2 separate regions of the Mus musculus genome follow, and region 2 is linked to region 1. Evidence: chromatin contacts called from public promoter capture Hi-C data. All regions are on one chromosome and are shown on one strand. Each heading gives the region's core, a stretch centred on a gene start, on an enhancer-like site or on the middle of the called end of the contact. The rest is flanking DNA. Distances are from core to core; before and after follow the strand shown. Region 1 overlaps Arl15 (ADP-ribosylation factor-like 15). Region 2 holds the start of Mocs2 (molybdenum cofactor synthesis 2).

Evidence for each region. Promoter capture Hi-C pulls out the DNA fragments that hold promoters and counts their contacts.
Region 2: a contact with region 1 is called in a promoter capture Hi-C map of pre-B cells, with 2.0 times the contacts expected there. The contact joins the promoter of Mocs2 here to the enhancer-like site in region 1. A contact is called at or near these places in 5 of 39 promoter capture datasets (3T3-L1-derived adipocytes, embryonic stem cells, liver and 2 more) and 1 of 115 datasets of contacts at active chromatin or transcription factors (bone marrow-derived macrophages).

The regions. Positions count from the first base shown.
Region 1 is chr13:114,118,620-114,121,520 of GRCm38.p6, reverse strand. All of the region lies in intron 4 of Arl15 (ADP-ribosylation factor-like 15), which reads right to left. Among named protein-coding and RNA genes, the nearest start is that of A430090L17Rik, 32 kb to the left of the region's middle. Within about 2 kb of position 1,475, at least 12 of the 459 cell types and tissues checked have an H3K27ac peak or open chromatin away from gene starts, as enhancers often do. A contact at or near this core is called in pre-B cells, where this site is marked.
Region 2 is chr13:114,816,960-114,819,759 of GRCm38.p6, reverse strand. It overlaps Mocs2 (molybdenum cofactor synthesis 2), which reads right to left and starts at 1,523. Exons shown (of 6, transcript NM_001113374.1): 1 at 1,437-1,523. It overlaps Gm34790 (a long non-coding RNA gene), which reads left to right and starts at 1,536. Exons shown (of 3, transcript XR_382937.4): 1 at 1,536-1,826.

The sequences.
Region 1 (2,901 bases), core at 226-2,725:
CTCCCCTCCCTCACACACACACAGTCAAAGTGAGGCAGAACATACAAATGGAATACACAAACAGAGGTCTATAGTCTAATGTGGAAAAGGAAAACAAACAAACAACAAAACAAACAAGCCATAGGAATCTAAGAGTTTAGTCATGTTGCTCTCTTTCTTCACAGTCCCTTCCAGGATAAGCTAGTCCATTTATTGGAGATCCATTTTACATACTAACAGGGAGTCAAATAATTCATATTGTGTTTTATGTTAAGGCCCAATGATATTAGATCCCTTGAGCCACCAGCAGAAGATGAAGAAGGAAGAGGAGGAAGAAGAGAAGGAGGAAGAGGAGGACTGTTCAAATTAAAGAGACATTATTTGTTCTACACTCAAAGTGGACAGAAGGCCTTGGCTTTAGAATCAGAGTTAACTGGAGGCTAAGTCAAGAAAGAACACATATTAGGCTGTTGAGTATGCCAGGAGAATACTTCAGTAGTCAGTCTACAGGTGCTGAGTACAGAAGACATTCCCATGGGCAAGGCAACCTGGGAACACCACTTTTTACTTTCAATTATCCACCGTGATCCGGATGCTGAGTCAAGGGGTTTTACAATAGACAAGCTGTCAACTAGCCTAGTACATTAAGCTGTCTGCATGACAGTTTAAGGGAAAGCAATGTGGGTTAGCAGTTTAACACAGTGGCAGGACTGTACCCCAGAAAGATTCATGATAGATAACAAATGTGATACCAGCAAGTGAGAGACAGGAAAGACAAAAGCACGGCATGATTTTTACTCCTAACACATCTCCAAATTTAATTCTTAGGAATATGTATAAAGTCCCAATTTAATTTGATTTACTAGAAGATACATATTAATATTCAACGCATATGTTATTCATGTATACCATCAATGTCATGCTTCATTATTTCAAAGTTTAGGGGAAATTTTTCCAAATGCAATTTTTCCTCTAACTATAATATACTCTGTCACATCCCCAGGAGGCGAGTTGTACTTATACATTCGTTTGTTATTTTCCAGTAAGTATCCTCCAAACCAGCGTGTAGGCTAGGGAAGTGGGTTCCTGTCACGTCTTTCTCCCCTATTTCCTCTGTACGCGGGCTTTCACTAAGTCAAGCCTACATCATGTATGACTTCAGGGTACCGCTGAGGCTTATCATTTTATATAGTGCAGGATTTCTGGGAATCGGTGCCCACGTTGGTGCCCACATTGGTGTTTGTGTTCACTGGGAAAATCAGAGAGGTAGTCTTAATACCTTCATGCTGTCCCATTACAACAACAAACCAACAAACGCCAACAGAACTATGATTATTCTCCAATGAATCAAAACAGCAAACACAGGGAACTTCTGCCTTGTAAAGGAGACCCGGGATAAAGAATGCAGAAAACATGTGTTTTTGCTAAGGGTAAGAGGAGGCAGTAGAAAACTAAACTTAAAATGCTTTGGATATGAACTCCCCCATGGGAGTATAAACTGAGCGGAACTAAGCAACACCCACAAGCCCTTGACTGCCAACAGCTCCCCTCTGCTTAGAAGAACTTTGCCAATGGCTTTTGCCTCTGGCACAAAGACTAGTAATAAGATGAACCTAGTATTTCTAGGCCTAAGCTTTCTAAATGACAAGCAAGGAGGAAAAAAAAAAAAAAAAAAAAAGCCCTGGTAAGTAGATCGCCATGTGGATCGAGGTACAGATTTGGCCAGTGAAACGATGTTACAAAATTATAAATGGTCTAGAAGACTCTGTGCCTTCATCAAAAAGTACTGGCCAAATTTGGAAACTGAAAGTGGGATCCACCGGGATTTGTGGTCTTTTATCACTCCCTGCTGTGCTAGTTACACTAGTTACAGGTAACGTTGAGCAGTGTCAGAGTCAAGTCTGTGAAGCCCCCAAGTGCAGAGCCAACCACCTGCATAGAGACATCAGATCCCCTGGGACTGAGGTCCCCGGTGGTTGGGAGCTGCCAGGTGGTGCCAGAGATTGGATATGGGTCCTTAGCAAGAGCCCTCAAAAAAAAAATGAAAAAAAAACCTGTTATGTAATTAGCTCTGAGTATCTCTAAGATAACTGTTTATATCTACCTATTTGTAGAGAACACATATTTTTGGCGTGGTATACATGGTTACATGTGTGTGCCCATATGTAGTGGATGCCTATGTGCGCGTGGAGGTTACAAGTTAGCCTTGTGAGCTTTTGACTCGAGCAGACGTCAACTTACCAACTGAGCCATCTCATTAGACTCTTAGAAGAGAGGGTTTCCTTGATCAGTAAAGATTAAGGGAGACCATTCCAAAGTTCCGGGGCGCTTACTTCAGTGCCCATCATATTTAAAGGTCCCTTGGACCGAGAGTCTGTGCTTCCTTTTAAGTTGCTTAGTTCAGCTGTAGAGTATGAGGGCTGACATAGCGTGTTTTTACAATAACATCTGTAAGGTGTTTCCAAATTCTGGCTTAAGCAGAATGCCCAGAGGCTAAATTTGAATTCTGAATATTCCCAAGATTATAAAAATGAGCGCTGTGTAAGCAGAACCCCTTAAGCTCCAGCCCTAAATCAGTCCAGATTAGTAAGAAATAGGTTTGTTTTCTTTTACTCTGACAATTTTTATGAAAAGGGGGTCAATCAGGACTTCACCAGGGGCTCCGCATAAATGTTCAAACACTGGGAGCCGCTTAGTAAAGACTTGATAAGTGATCAGCTGATTGAGGGGACTCTTCCCCCTGGAGTGTGCGGTACTTAACCCTTTATTTGTTGTTACAGAGCATAGTATGACAAGCGGCCTTTTGGATTCCCACTGTACCGGAAACATCCGAGGAGGATACGAGATAAACCACAGGATTCCTAGATACTGGGAAACAGCCGTAGAGTATGAGAGTTGTTACTGTCATCCCGTGAGAAACTC
Region 2 (2,800 bases), core at 274-2,773, 700 kb before region 1:
CAATTTTTCATCTTAGGCTATAAAAGGCAGAACTTGCATTTTTCTGTCTTAGAAATTAGAAAAATGATTGTAAATTACATAAACATATCTAGGGGGCATCCACTTGACTGCTTTTCTAGTAAATTATCTATGGTGTTCCTTGTGGTACTTGGATGTTTCTAAATACCAGAGTTTTAAATTTTCAAGAATTTTAAAAGAACTAGTACTCTTGTGTGAGAACACACATACGCACACTCACACGTAATTTACACATTTTAGAAACCTTTACATGTTCATCATATGCACTCTATAACGTTAGCTACCCAGGATGGAGACTCTCTAGCTCCTTCCACAGCTCTGACGCTTTGATTTCCTGTGGCACAGAAATGGTCTCCGAGCGAACTCCGGCTATTTCAGCACTTTTTGCAAAATACAACACGTCAATCTGAAAGGAGAGAGGATAGTCTAAATAACCCGCACCAAGAAGGCTCCTCGCTCCCCAAATGCAATGGCTCACAAAACTTCAGTATTGGCCTGGTGGTGGTGACACATGTCTTTAAACCCAGAACTGGGGAGGCAGAAGCAGTCAGATCTATGTGAGTTCAAGACAAGCCTGGTCTACCAGAGTGTAGTTCTGGAGAGCCAGGACTACACAGAGAAACCCTGTCTCGAAAAACATAAACAAACAAACAAAACACTTCCATATATCTATAGATTCATATTTGAGACAAACGCTTTAAAATCACTTCTGATTTCTGCCTACTGTTCAGACCTCTCACAATCTCAAGCTTGTGTGGCAGCATTAAAATCCTACTAAATTTCCTTAGAAAACATGCTAAGTCTGACTTGACACGGAATCGATTCTTCCATCAGCCGCGAAGCAGAGACAGAGGTCTGAGTCAGGGGGTGGATTACACAAGTAAATTAAATAACCCAGTCAGCAAAGGCCTAGCTTTCATTTCACAGTGGTCAAATGACCTTTGATTCCGTCCTACATTACGATTGAGTTACAAAACACAGAACATTTGACATGCAGCAAAGCAAATGGGCTTGAATTACAGGATCAACTGGTAGTTTCTAGGCCAAACCCGTGTAATCAGCCTGGGAACTAAGGGACCTGACTGTGCACAAGGTCTCACCTGTCACTCAGTACAACTCGGTCTCTCCACAATAATCACGGCTGCTGCAAACTATCCTGAGCCTGTCAATCATTGGGTGATGCGCATTTCCTCACAATAATTCCTAACTAGGAGCGTTTTAATTTTAAAAAGTGTCAAAATAAATCATCCGGAATGGTAGGGAAAAAAACCGTCTAGGTAATCGGTCGTGAAGGCCATGACCTGGACACCAGAGTTCGGGGACAGAACTTGACATTCAGCGAGCAGCAGGCGCAAGACCCGGAACCCGGGAGGAGTTAGAGAGGAAGGGGCGCCCCAGCCGCGCGAACCAACTCTTACCTGGCACCTAGGAACCATCCCGCTACACACCGCGAAGCCAGTTCTCCAACCCCTAGAGGCGCCGGTGACTCAGAGCGCATGCGCAGCCGGATGCTCCACCTTCTGGGTGGTGCTCAACCCCGGGCGTGTGGACACTGCGCCTGCGTACACTTCGCTCCGCCCCGCCACGCCTCCTGCACCCACAAAAGTTTACTCTGCTTTTGGATCCCAGTGCTGCGACCTCTTGTGTGACCCGGCAGGGTGGCCTTCCCCAGGCTAACCTATGCGGCCCCTCCATCCAGTGTGGGATCCGGGTTCTTATTCGCAGCGTGGAGACGGTATCTGACTGTCACTTCAGTGTTTTAGGCGCTCAGGAGTTTCTGAGCCAGCGACCCCATCCAGACTTCCTAGGTACACATCTCTGCCTTAGTTGTCGCGTGGGTACGTGGATTTAAGTGGCCCTCGCTGGGCGCTCAGTCCGGGTTAACCGTAACTGTGTTCCAACTGTAATCTTAGTAAAAACCTTACCTTTCAGTTGAGAGTGGCGGGGGGCGTGGCTGGGTCACCTGCTGTAGGAAGTCTCACCGAGGAGATTCTTGTGCCAAATACATTTGCCAAAATAGTAACAAATACGGAAGGAAAGGACATTTCACGTTCTGTGTCAAGCTATGGGAACGTAAAAATTGGGTAATAAATTTCCAGAAGGAAAATAGTTGGCAAGATGGGTGTACTCAGTTCAAGGAAGAAATAGAAATGCAGAAGGGGAAGGGTGGGCAGAGGGGAGTAATAAGCCCGATTATGATTTGCATCAACATTTATTTTGATAAGGTTGCTAAACATTAAGGTTAAATATTTATGTCCACATGCTGTTAGGTAAACGAGGAAACTGACAGTCACTCTGGGCTCCTGGGTCGTTTCCAGTGACAGCAATGAGCAATATCTTCAATAGGCTAAGAAACAATGCATAGTTCAATGTGGTTTTGCAAACAAACTGGTGCATATAAAGGCTAGAGCCTATCATTCCTGCTTGGGGGCGGAGAGGGCAGGTGGGACCTCAAAAATTGCCTAAGAGCTCTTCCTAAAAACTTCCTTTGGTGGACTCAGAGATGAGACAGGGTTAAGCCTGTGCTAGGCTGCTCTGCCAGAGGACGCAGGTTCAATTCCCAGCATCCACATAGGCGGTGCTCAGACACTCATACAGGCAAAACACCCACACACATAAGAAATAAAATCTTAACAAGGACAAAGACAAAGCTCAATAATGTTTTACTCTATTCAAATATTAAAAATCCAATTATGAGACCATGACATCAGGATAATGCCATTCATTTTGAAAATATCCTCTTTATTCTACAAGATTCTTAGGGCTGAGATGTTGCTTAGTG